Linked DNA regions of Triticum aestivum: region 2 is linked to region 1. Evidence: chromatin contacts called from public Hi-C data. All regions are on one chromosome and are shown on one strand. Each heading gives the region's core, a stretch centred on a gene start, on an enhancer-like site or on the middle of the called end of the contact. The rest is flanking DNA. Distances are from core to core; before and after follow the strand shown.

Region 1 (6,782 bases), core at 3,524-6,023:
AAAAATTAAGGGTTAGATGGTTTAAATAAATTTTTCGCATACTGATCTCTTTTTAAGAGGATTTAAATCAGCTGTCGACCTTTTATTAGCAAGTAAGATGGATGGATTCGACAAACTAGATGAAACTTAAAATACTGGCACTGCTAGAGCTCCAAATGCCAACCATTTCGGTACTCCAAAATCGATAAACTCCCACCAAAACACATACGGCTTCAGTGTGTAGAACCAGAATTAGCTCGTCCGCGCGAGTCAGGTACCTGAAACTTGTCGATGGGGAAGTCGTAGATCCCGGCGAGCTCATTGTAGTCGATGATATCGTCGCCGAACTCCCGCACCTCGGCGACGAGCTTGGCCACCTGCTGCGACTTGTACTGCTCCGACCGCTGCCTCCGCTCCGCGGTCTCCTGCCGCGAATCCTCCGCCGCCGCAACCCCCTCCTCCTCGTCCTCGCCGCCACTCTCCTCCTCCAGCTCCTCGTCGCCCTCCCCGTCATCGTCCTCGTCGTAGTCCGCGTCGCGGATGTCTAGCCCGTCGTCATCCTCCTCCTCCTCGTCGGCCTCCTCGTCGTCGTCCTCGTCGGACACCGGCGCGGCGGCGCGGGAGCGGGAGCGCGCGGAGGGGCGGTGGAGCGGGGCGGCGTGGGCTTGGGCTTGGGCTGGGCGGCAGGGCAGGAGGAGAGCGGGCGGTGGGGTCTGGGGTGGCGCGTGGCGGGGCGCGGTGGGGAGCGGGAGGAGGAGCAGGAAGTGGGGGGCGAGGCAGTGCATGGCGGGAGGGTGTGGTGAACGGGTGATTCGGCCGCAAGAGGCGGGGGAAGACGAGATAATGCTAGGATTTTAATCTTCGGTCTTGCACATGGTAGCCGGAAATGCGCCAACGGCCTGGGTTTACGCCATGCGAACGGGTTTACGGTTTTGGGGTGATGGAGGCCATGGGCGGGAGAAATTGTTGAGACGTTACTTGTCCTTTGAAAATGTTGACAAATAATCCATTATCCACACAAATAATCAAATAACAAACTCCCGTCGGTAAAGAAGAGATCTTGTTAATGATTATTTGGATGGATAATTGCATGTCTTTAATATTTTTATTATTTTCTGATGTTTGTCGTGTTATCATGATTGAAGATGAATAGATTGAAAGTTTTTCGTCAAAAAAATAAAAACACATGCCTTTACATAAAAGTGTTTTTTCAGGAATAACTTTCAATCTATTCATCTTCAATCATGGTAGTACAACGAACACCAGAAATAATAATAAATACATCTAGATCCATAGATCACCTAGCGACGACTACAAGCACTAAAGCGAGCCGAAGGCACGCCGCTGTCATCACCCCTTTTACATAAGTGTTTTTTTCCTTGAGAAGGAATGAGGAACATGTTTTCGTCCATATTAATAGCTAGATTTGTCTTCGACGATTTTCACATTTTACATGAAGTGTTGGGGGCACGCTTCTTTGCGTCGTTGGTGTTGTTGAATTTCATAATGAATTTTTTTTTGTTTGCCCTGTGTGGAAGATGACGAGGTGTGTTTTCTTTTTATAACTATAGGTGATTTCCCTACGCGTTGCTGCGAATTTTAAAAATTAATTTTGGATAAATTTTGTATGAACTAAGTGACCTAATCAAAAGCTATTATTTTCAGTAATTGTGTGTGAACAAAGAGTATGCATGTAAGCTGGATCATTGAAGATGAAACAATTAAAATGAGATATGCATGTGCTACAAAATAGTTTCAGTGGATGTTGACGTGGCACATTTGATGATGTGGAGAGTTGCATGGTGAGAGAATTAAAGTTAGTGGGGACCAACTATCTAGGTAGATATGGTTTTTGGTGGGCCCTTCTTAACAGCGTGATATTGTGTTATCTACTAATCAACTTACACATACATAGATAAGTTTCTTACGCTGTTGGTCGTATGTACTATATTGATGCTGCAATGTCATGTTGGTGATTTTTCCTTGCGGGTGCGTAAGAAACTTGGCATGACATAGGTCTTTTACCTAGGGAGTCTAAACCTAGGTACAACATTGTGTCTCGTATCGTCTCAACCTCAGAGTTCCATTAGCGCGATCCTTGTATCGCCTACTCCCCATCATTTTTGACTAGGTATACCCCTATATGCACAATGAACACAAATCTACGAGCAACAACTAGCGCAAACCGTGGGGCGGTACATTGATCTCGTCTGGGTGGGATCATCAAGATCCCTCTCGATTCGACTCAACTTCCTCTCGAGAAGATGGTGTTCATGAATTTTCACGGAACAAGGCCTCAATAATGACCTCAACATCCCCACCATGATCGGTCCCATGCAATTGGGCCTATCCCTAACATGTTTTCTCCTCGTCAAGCATCTTCAACCACCTCAACAACCATAAGACTGGTGTGCTCCCAGAAGTCAAGGTGGGCATGTTCCACTCGTCCCATATATCATTTAGTCCGATCATCACGCGTATTCGATGTGTTGATCAAGAAGTGGCCTGCAGGGAGAGAGCGGTCTGAAGCTCATTCTCCATGGGCCAAGAGGAACAAGAAGAAGGGTGACAAGCGTGAGCTGGAAGGGGTGTTGACTCGCCATCATTGGGGAGAGTCTCTTATGAGGTGTATCTTAACCTAACCGCTAAGGTTGTGGACTCCCTAACCTTTGGTCTCTGATATTTGTAGGATCGAGTAATCGAGTATAGGGACATATGTCTCTTGCACCCAAACTAACCACCACGATGTATTTAAATCTACCGACGCCAACTTGGGTAGAAAAGGCGGGGGAAGGGCCATACGAAAAACGGGGGAGGCATATGACATCTTGTTCGAACCAGTCACATACGCGTGCCGCGCGCGGGGGGGGGGGGGGGGGGGGGGGGTGATTGCAACCGCAACCCTTCCAGAAAAGAGAAAATCAGCTTATCCGTCTCTGCCACACGCATCTGCCCGATGAGACCTTTGTTATTAAATGGCTCAAATTAATCTACACATCCAACAAAAAAAACTAGGCATTCTTTTCCATGGCTAAAATAATTTGTGTTTCATCATCTAGGACATCTCCAATGATTGTCAAATTTTTTCACCTAGGATTTTTTTTATGATGTGACAGATGATATACGGGAAGAGGAGGTAATATGTACGTAAAACAGCAATCTTGGCACAAGCTCTAAGGGTAAAAAAAGGGCAAACTTAGATAAACCATATTAGAGTAGTTACATGATGATCTGTTGGTGGATGATAATGTCTGTTTTTACCAACAAACTAACATACAAACTCTTTCCCATATATCTGATGTCACGGTCACTGAAATGGTATAACAAACTGCTGGACGCCATGTACAACGACAAAAGAAAACTGGAACCGATGAACTGAACGCATGGTGAAGCTGGTTTAATTATTGTAGACAAGAGTAGTCGACATGGTTGCAACAAAAAAGGAACGATAATCGAGCAAGGAGCACTAGTGGGCGTCCTCCTCCTCGCAGTGCTTGGTGTACTTGGCCGAGTCCAGCAGGCCCTCCAGCTCCGCCGGGCTGCTCGGCTTCACCTTGATCATCCACCCCTCCTCGTACGGGCTCGAGTTGATCTGCCAGGCCACGGCGCAATCGCAACAACACAGTTCATTAGGATCGCTACACGGACGTGAAAGATTGATTGCTAATCGACGGAGGCGAGGTGTTTGCTGTGCGTACAAGGCCGGGGGTCTCGGACAGCTTTGAGTTGACCTCGACGACCTCGCCGGAGATGGGCGAGTTGACGTCGCTGGTGGCCTTCACACTCTCCACGTTGCCGAAGGCTCCGCCCTGGCTCACCTTCGTGCCGGCCTCCGGCAGCTCCACGAACACCACCTCCCCGAGATGGCCCTGCACCCAGCGATTATTATTGACGCAGGATTGACATATGGAAAGCATACATGTAGGGAGTGCCGTTGGTTCACCTGGGCGTGGTCACTGATGCCAATCGTGGCCACGGAGCCGTCGTTCTTGACCCACTCGTGGGAGGAAGTGTACTTCAAGCCATCAATAACTGCAAACTCACATCAAAACCATTCAAAAAACTTTCTCTAAACAACGAGCTCCCTCGTCGATTTTCATTGAAGAAACTGCCAGTTTTTACAAACTTAAAATGCTCAGACATCAACGGAGAAAAGCCATCCATTCAAACACGACCATAGCTTTACCGGCTCTGCACATCGTGTGCTGCTGAAGCTGAAACTATTTTGCTTGCAGAACAACTATTCCCATCTCTAGAAGAAGTACCCCTCCTTCTATTCTAATTGAAGATTTTTTTCCACCTTTCCTTTTTCGGATAACAACAAAGGACCAGCCCACATAAGATACAGGTAAAAAAACCACAATGTGTTGAGTGCAAAGAGTTGGCCTGCAAAGAATGCACAAGAACATTGCACACTACATGCACTCTCTACCAAAAAAGGAGAAACATCTTGCCGAATCCTACTTGAGACAACTTCAGTTAGCATGAATAGCAAAACTGTACCAGTGGAGAAGTATCTGGAGATCGAATAGGCCGGGGCAGCAGCCCTGGCGCCGCTGCTTGAAATCTTGAGGGCATTGGCAGCTGAGCTCGCCCACAGCCTCAGAGCCATTGTAGCCTAATTTAGGTGTTGCAACCTGAAGCAACAAAGTGAATGTGTGTTCTCTGCTCTCCCTTGTAGGGGATGGTGGCTCGGTGGTAGTAGTGGAAAGAGGCCGTGGGAGGATAGGGAAAAGGAAATTGTTTGGCTCAGGAAGAGGGGGAGGAAATAAGAGGGGTAGGCAGGATAGGATTTCTATGGCTGATGGATGCTCATAGCCTCATCCTTGCTTTAGAGCAGAGCCATTAAGGGCCCCCCTCAGCTTGGTCCAAATTCGATGGATTAATGTTAAACAAATTTGAGACCTGAAAATTGTCCTATTCGTATGTACTAGGAGTGATTGGACTATAGATCGGTCTATTTCAATCTACCGTGTCCTCCGCGTGGGCAAATTCTCATTAGTCAGCCGTGTCCTCAGTGTACAGCCCTCTAGTAGAGAGAATTTGTATCTGCATTCGAGGAGTGCACGTAAATATATTTTTAATGTGCGAACATTCTTCTTCAAAACATGAACATCTATTCGACATACATGAACATTTATCTTTATATACAAAAAATTTTAAAATATATAAATGAGTTCTAAAAAATACACGAACATTTTTTTCCATATGTATGAACATTTTTTCTTGCAACATGCAACCATTTGTCTCATACAGAAAACGTTTAAAAAAAATAGATGAACAGTTTTTAAAAAGACACTGATATACTTATATATGTGGGTTCTTTTTTTTTGCAACACATGGTCATTTTTTTCTGACCCTTAAATGGGTTTATATAAAAGGTAAAATAAATATATTTTAAAAATTTATAACAAATAAAAAAACAATGCTTGTTAGTGGGTCGCACTGGTTAAAAGAGTTTTAAAATATTACAGAAAACCTAAAGTATGCGCATTTTACATAGTGCGAAAAAGAATGTTCACAAACCTGTCAATAGAAATATTTATCGTGCAACATAAAGCGTCTCTTAGTTGAACAATATCCATTTCCTATATACCCATAAAATGTTTCATGCATCAAGAAGTTTGTGTATTTTTTTTACAAAAAGTTCATGGATTTGAAAAAGTTGTTTGGGCATGTCTAGATATATGTCCAAGCACTTACAAAATTGTTAGCATATTTTCCAAAAAAAGGTAAAACACCAAAAAAGTAAATCAAACATAAATGAGCAAGAAAAGAAATGTAAAGTAGGCAACTAATTACCTTCTTCTTCTTTTTTTGCGGGGGCAACTAATTACCTTCGATCTGGTTTCAGATGTAGATAGTTCCCTTTCTCCCTGGAGTGACCCTAAGTTATCAAACTCACGGGAAGTCATGCCTCAGTAAGATGATTTCCGCAAGACTTTTTTTAGAACAAGAGTAGAACACTACTCAAGCAGGAGAAGGATATTCGCCTAGCATCAGTGGTCGCAGTCTCTCCGGCACCCCTTCGATCCACTTCTGATCTTCACTTCTCCTAGTTTCGGCTGCCAGTTCATGGGCGAGAACATTCCCACTGCGTCTGGTACACGAGATGTTGCATGCTTCAAACGCAGATATGGCATGCTTGATGTCCATGATCGACCCATAATTAGGGGACCGAGTGCGGGCCTGCTCTGTAAGTTCCTTAGTAATTGCTTGGCAGTCCAGTTCCAGCACGGTTGGTCCATTGTACACATTTGCCAGAGCCTGCACGCCTGCCAAAGCTGCCCTTGCTTCTGCCTCTTCTGCACTCCCGCATGCCGGCAACCTTTGGTAGATGGAGACAAGGATATGGCCTTGATAATCACGGGCTACAACACCAGCCACACTCCAACCATTCTTGGCCAAGAATGACGCATCACGATTTATCTTGACAGTACCTCGTACTGGTGGCGTCCACTGCAAGTTCAGTTTAACTAGCGGTGTTGGTTGGATTTCTACCATGTCCTCTGCGTACTTCCCAAATACTGAATCTCTTGCCATACTATTGTGTTTCAGTTCATCTGCACATTTTGTTAGGAATTAAACAGAACCCGAGATGGATTCTTGTCCATTGTGGCAGACATAGTCTTCCTGTAGGTGCCAAGATCTCCACAGCAGTAATAGGATTTTTGCCCGGCATTCTTCCGACTCTAAATCAAGCAGGACCTAGAGCCAGTCCTCACCTGTACATCTGAACTTGATCTCCACCAGCAGTGTCCATTTTTCTCTAAGGGCAAACCTCAACGCCCTGCTTTTAGTAC
Region 2 (6,781 bases), core at 2,251-4,750, 620 kb after region 1:
CATTTGCATGTCAATGCCTCCAGCCCTTTTTTTTCCCTCATATACTACACCCATCTCCATCCTTTCTGTGTATCAAGAAACCTCCAAAGAAGGAGAAGAAATGAACAAAAGAATGGGGAAAATTGTACAGCCCCTCGACCTATAACCTATCTAACCCATTTACACCTCGGCCGCCGTGCCGCTTCTCGCGGTGGCAGCTCTCTGCTCCCTCTCCTCCCTCTCCTCCCTCGCCATCCGGTTGAGCTTGGCGAACATCCCCACCATGGGCGCGGTGTTGTAGGTGCACGCCTCCGTCTGCATGTAGTTGTCCCGGTTGTCCCTGAACCGATCCCTCCGGTCGGGCCCGCCGACGATGGCGCCGACGAGCACGTTGGGGTTGGAGCTCCGGCGGCCGAACCAGTGGTCGAACCCCTGCGAGCACCCGATGAACTGCTTGCTGTGCTTGTACGGCACGATGGATGCCGCGCGGTGGTGCACCCTGGCGGGGTACTTGGGGCCGTAGCCCACGAGGTAGCTGACGCCCCTGGGGTTGGTGCCCAGCACGTAGTCCGTCTGCGCCCTGGCCAGCGCCGCCACCTCGCCGGCGCCCGCCGTCCCGCCGCCCGCGCAGGTCACCGTCCCCACGCCGGCCTCGGCCAGGTAGTCGGCGTAGGTGGAGAGCAGGAACGCCGCGTTGGTCACGTACTGCATGTTGTTCCACTGCCGGATGTAGAGCATCCCCCCCGGGCTCCGCTCCACGTTGGCGTCCTCGCCGCCGGCCTGCGCGTTCCGGCCCAGGCACGCGCACACGTAGTGCTCCGCCTTGGCCTGGTACCGCTCCAGCGTGCTCTTCTGCTCCGCCGTGTGCTCCCCCCTCAGCAGCAGCTGAAAATCATTTCGTCTCGTCAGTGACCGGCCGGCCAGTGATGGTTCACCTGATAGCTCAAAGTGCGCAGTGGCTTACTCTGGCGGCGAGGATCTGGACGCCGGCGTACTTGACGTCCCAGCTGAACTCGGTGATGGCCCAGCCGGTGCCGCCGAAGTCGTGGGCGTTGTCGACGACGTAGTCGAGGTAGGCGGCCTTGCCGGTGGCGCGGTGGAGCCACAGGGCGGCCCACAGCAGCTCGTCCTTGTACCCGCTCACCGACGCGTAGTAGCTCTTCACCTCCGCGATGCTGCTGTCGTATTGGCCCCTGTACCCGTCCGCGAACTCGAACAGCTGCACGCACGTTCACAAAGCGAACATCAGCCAACGTGCACGTACATCCAACAACTAGTAAGATCGCATACACTATCATCAGCTTAAAAAATAAAAAATAAAAAGCCCTAAGAATAATAACTAAGGCTGCATATGTATCTATCATTCATTGATGCGTTTTATAGTTGACACTTGAAAAGCGGCAGGCAGGTAGGTAGCCAAGCCAGGCCAGTGGGTGTGGATACGGACGGGTTCAATTAGCACATGATGGCACGACGACCGCTTCCTAATAATTTCCCAGTTAAGCCGCTGGCTCAGCATGTGATTGAACTGGCCACCTAATCATGCCCGGAGGCGGCAAATGGAAAGTTCCCCGTCCACCAGATAGAGGTTGCGCCCCGGCCCCACACGGCAGCCAGCCGACAGAAGAGAAAAAACCTCCGTTTTCCCGCCCGATCGATCGACGCCGGTCTCATCGCGTCGAGCTGTTTGCGACTTGGCATGTGCGGCACAGGGCACAAGAAAAGAACACACACCTCATATGCCCATGAAAAGACCGGCGCCCCTTGACCAAAGCTACCAATATTCGTACGCTATGTTCCAAAATCCGGTACGCAGACAGACTGGTGCTACACAAAGCTCCAAGCTTGCGCCGATATTTTTCTCTCATTTTTCCACACGAGACTTTGCAATTGCATGCACCACGTCAACGTACACGATGTGTGTATCTGGAGTGTGTACCTGCTGGGCGTGGTGCAGGAGGAGGTGGGCGTAGTGCGGGTTGGACTTGCGGAAGACCATGGAGGCGGCGGCCATGGCGGCGGCCGTCTCGCCGGCGACGTCGGAGCCGGGGTGGTCGCGGTCGACCTTGTACGCCTGCCGCGACGTCGTCATGTCCTCCGGCCGCTGCCAGCAGTAGTGGTCCGTGTCGCCGTCCCCCACCTGTTCAAGAAAAAGCTAGGGGATTAATCCGACGGCTCGGGTGCATCGTGGACGACCGACGAAGCTGTGAAACATATGCACGCCATGTGGGAGAAAATAGTTTAGTGCAACCACGCAAAAAAAATAGTTTAGTGCCGCCGTTCGTTGGTACGTACGTTCATCAAATCAAACTGGCCGCCTACCTAACACGCTTGTTGTTATTCACCAGAAAAAGAACCTTTTTCTTTTCTCTCCTAACCAGAAAAATACTCCTATATCTATATAATTGATCTCTCTACATAAAAGATTTTGTGTAGTATGTAAATGAAGAATCTAATTGATCAAAGTGCAGCGAGGTAGCTAGGTGTGCATGATTGAATTGGTCTCTCTCTGTCTTTCTTTCTTGGAACGATCGCTGGCTTGCGTGCGCAACAGCTAGCTTGGAACCGGTCGGTCTCATCTCATGCATGTCATGATCGTATCTGAACACTGCTAGCTATAGCCAGGGGATGGAGGTGACACACGATCGCCGTCGTCGGCTCGTGGAGTACGTACCTCGGCCCACAGCTCGTCGGGCTGCGTGTGCGCCTTGATGAAGTAGTCGGTGCCCCACTTGATGGCCTCGAGCGCGTGCGCGAGCTCGCCGGCGGCCGCGACGTCGTCCCCGTACTCGAGCATGCTCCAGGAGAGCATGGTGACGGTGAAGGCCATGGGCAGGCCGAACTTGACGTGGTCGCCGGCGTCGTAGTAGCCGCCCACCAGGTCCACCCCCTGCTCCAGCCCGTCGGTGAGGCCCGAGTGGTCGCGCCACGGCACGCGCTGCCCGTGCGGCAGCCGCCCCGACCGCTGCGCCTCGAAGTAGAGCAGGCTCTTCCGCAGCGCCTCCTCGTAGTTGTGCGCCTTGCCGTCGCCGCTCCCGCTCTTGCTCCCCTCCGCCGCCGCCACCGCGGCCAGCAGCACCGCCAGCACTAGCAGCAGCGCCGCCCGCAGCCATGGGGTGCTCCCTGATCTCATTGCGCAAGAATATGCTCCTCGGATCGTTGGCGCCTTCGCTTGTGCGTGCGTGCCCGGGGCGCGCCCTGTGATCACCGCCGCGCCGCCCTCTGCCGGCTCTGCTAGCTTAGCCTGTGTGCGAGCGTAGGGGTGTGTGTGTGATCTCTCTCCCGCGGTTGTGCGTTGCGTGCTGTGTGGCGAGCGGGGCGGGGCGGGGCAGTGTCCTCCGACCTGAGGCCGTGGGCTGGCGCGCTTATATTCGCGGCCGGCGTCCGGGTCCAGCGCACGCACGCGCACCGCGTTGAACCGGTTCGGCGGCCGGGCCGGGACGGGGGAATATAAAACTCTAGAGATAGTAGTAGATGGCAAGAGGAGGAGCAGGCAGGAAAGAAACGATGCAAATGTAAGCGAGCGAGCGAGCGAGCGAAGCTGCGTTTGGGTTTTGTATCCTTTGTTTGGTCTGGGGAGATAGATTGAGATGGTTGGGTTGGGTTCTGGGTTAGCGACGACGCACGCAAGGGAGGCGGCAGCGGAGCAGATTTTGACCGGGACGCGTTACGTGTTTTTTTCAGAGCGTGAGTCGGTTGGGGCCAGCCGGGCACGTACCGCCAGGCACCAACACATGGCCGAAGGACGCGTGCGACCGGCGTAGTTCCTTCGGGACAGGTCGCCGGCCGATCGACCGGCCGGCTGGTGGCCGGTAACAGGTTTTCATTTCACTGTCAAATCTTAGCAGGGAAGGTATCCTAGGTCAGGCGGCCGGTCTGATAAAAAAGACCCGTTTTTTTCTCTCTCTTGCTACCTCCCGTGGAAAAACATGTTAGTGATATGGTACACGTTACGCGGTAGTTATAAGTGGTTGGCTGACGTACGTTTAACTATAGGCAAATTATAAGCTTTGTGTGAGCCGTGAGATTATTGTTCCGGCCGGGCGCCGGGGCGGGGCATGTGTTTGTCGGGGGCGGGCATGTCTCTCCACGATCGGTTGGTCAATCGTGTAGTCAGCCGACGGTTGCAGCATGTTTCGCGATGATAATACTATTATCAACTGCTAATGCTAGCAAGATGATTATTAGGTTGAGCTAGCAAGGTACTACTATCAATGATCAACAAACTACATAGCACGAGCCGATTAAGCCGCACCATATATTCTGCTAAACGAATGTACTTTTTCCGTTTTGAAATACTTGTCTGACAAGTATTTTCGAACGAAGGGAGCATATATGTACATGCAAAAGTATACAAGGAGCTAGCTGTTTCTTTTGCTGAAGCTAAGCTACAAGCATACGTCTTCTCCTCCACCTATTCTCGTGCGTGTACGTGAAACTTGTGATCCGTTTCCCCGTGGCCGGACAGGGACTCCCCGGCGGCAACGATTTGATGCCTCCCTTTTCTTCCACCGGCTGCGCAATCCTATTGCCATCCTGCTAGACCCTAGATACATGCATGGGTACGTACATCTATCTGGTAGTACTGGTAGGCAGGTTCATGGATAGACGCACGGTTTTTACCGCGACATATGTGCTTTGCTAAACCATAAACTACTGCTACTAGCACCCGATCCCTTGGAAACTTCTCCGATAGCTCTCTCCGTCTCTCCCATGTGGCCTAGTCAACCATTGTTCCTCGGAGAGGGCCGACTGAACCACCACATTTTGATCGTGCTCTGGCACCGCACGCACCCGTCTATTAGCCCTCGTCGTTTTCTATTGCTCGTCGAAGAAGAAAATTGAAGATCTAGACGTACGTAGTATCGATCACGATGTGCTTAATGTATGTGTGTGTACGTGAGATGCTAGTGGTTCCGTTTTCTAGGGGCTTCTTCTTCTCCCCGTAGCTCAACCAGACGTCTGGTTTGTCCAATTTTCCCGTGCGGTTGGGAAGTCCTACTCCCTCCGTAAACCGTTCTGTCAAGCAAAGGCGGGAAAATTCAAGGAGGCTACTAAGCCAACACCACCTCATCGCCCTCCTTTTGTACGTGGTTAGATCACTAATTAATGGCTGCCTTCTGGTGGCCGATGATGCATGACGTTGATATGCATTTGTGCCACGGATTTTCCGTGCCCTCGCGATTAACTTTCCTGAATTTTCTAGCCGCTAGTTCTGATATGTTTTTCTTTTTAGACTAGAGGTCGAGTGACGGAGGTTGATCGAACCAATGACCTACCTCTTGTTGGGGTGATAAAGACTTTCTTGCTTCCAAAAACCTTTATCTGAGGGTACCTTTTTTCCTTGGTCGTTTTCAAATTCCAGTGCGATGCCACTAGCCAGGTGTACGCAACTACACACGCTAGGTCCACCTCACGTATGCAAGGGCAGTATACTTTCTTTCATGGTTTATGATCTATATATGTTTTCTTTGAAATCATGAACACACATATATTAAGGTATGATGACATTGATGGGAATTTTAGTCGCACCGCTTCACCAAACCATAGTTTGATTATCTTAATCGTGACCATGTCTATTTATTTATGTATCTCTTCTTGTGATAATATTTATTTATTTATATATTTCAACGATTTGTAGGACAAGTACCTGCATAATTACATACTGGAAAGCTATTGGTTAGGTCCACCTCAGGTATGCAGGGACACTATAGTTTCTTTCATGGTTTATGATTAATGTTTTCTTTATCATGAACACACATATAAATACAATGGCATTGATCAGGAATTTCGTCGCACTGCTTCACAACCATACAATTGTTTGCTTATCTTAGTCATGACCATGTTTATTTATTTATATATTTATTTTTTCCAAAATATTTATTTATACATTTCGACAAAAAATCTGATATGTTAATGTTAGAGTGAGTTATGCACCATCAGGTTTTTTCATTTCTTTTGTTGATTTGTGGTCTGCATAAAAAAAAGAGCTAAAGTAACTTTTTTCCGGTTGTGAAAAGACGGGTTTGATTTTTATTTTTCCACAGCTCACAACTCGGTAGTGGTTTTCATGAACCATTGTATGTATCTAGATACAATGACGAGTCATCTAAATGTGAGATTCTTTTTGAACATTCTGGAAAAAAAATTGTGAAAAGGGAGCAGGTGCTCCCAAACGCCATTAATACGGGGGGTTTTCGGTATGGTACGACGCATATTCGATGCCGAGGAAGGCAATTGCAACAAGACTACGCCTGTTCGGCAAATTGGCACTGGTGAAGCTGGCAACGCGGTTTCCATGCTTGATCGATCGCCAGCACAAGCTAGTATTCCCCCATGATTTGGGAGCATTTTGTTGGAATCCAATGCAGCATCAATCAGCAAGCGATCGATCGGGCGACAGGACGGGAGATGACAAAGGAACAGGAACGGGTCGCCGTTTAGGATCGTGATTTTTGCACCTAAGGCCTGGTACAATGGGAGGTGCTAAGGGGAGGTGTTTATAAAAATAAATCAGGCTTTTCTTAAGCACCGGTGCTTATTTGTACAAGTTAAGCGTCTCTTCTGTAAAAATAGGCATCGATATTTAAGAAAAATCCGATCTATTTTTCTAAGCATCTCTCTAAACACCTCCTATTGTACAAGGCTTATGTATCCATGTGTCCCTACGTCCCCATATGTTCCATAAACTTCTACTGTACTACCTAGTCGCGAGTGCTGTCCAACCAATGGTCTGGCTGGCCGCGACGTGACGCGGATAGATTTTTGGATGCATGCGCCCCATGCATGTGTACACGACGAC

Evidence for each region. Hi-C and Micro-C count contacts between places; a contact is called where the count stands out from the background.
Region 2: a contact with region 1 is called in a Hi-C map of leaf, with 5 times the contacts expected there. The contact joins the promoter of LOC123128423 here to the promoter of LOC543355 in region 1. A contact is called at or near these places in 2 of 5 Hi-C or Micro-C datasets (both in leaf).

The regions. Positions count from the first base shown.
Region 1 is chr6A:550,830,831-550,837,612 of IWGSC CS RefSeq v2.1, forward strand. LOC543355 (glycine cleavage system H protein, mitochondrial) reads right to left here and starts at 4,774. Exons shown (of 4, transcript XM_044548418.1): 1 at 4,483-4,774; 2 at 3,923-4,011; 3 at 3,678-3,848; 4 at 3,154-3,571. The coding sequence starts at 4,591. The coding sequence ends at 3,446. LOC123128420 (DExH-box ATP-dependent RNA helicase DExH15 chloroplastic) reads right to left here and starts at 808. Exons shown (of 16, transcript XM_044548414.1): 1 at 258-808. The coding sequence starts at 764.
Region 2 is chr6A:551,455,542-551,462,322 of IWGSC CS RefSeq v2.1, forward strand. It overlaps LOC123128423 (endoglucanase 7), which reads right to left and starts at 3,501. Exons shown (of 4, transcript XM_044548420.1): 1 at 2,654-3,501; 2 at 1,919-2,119; 3 at 944-1,198; 4 at 1-864. The coding sequence starts at 3,112. The coding sequence ends at 160.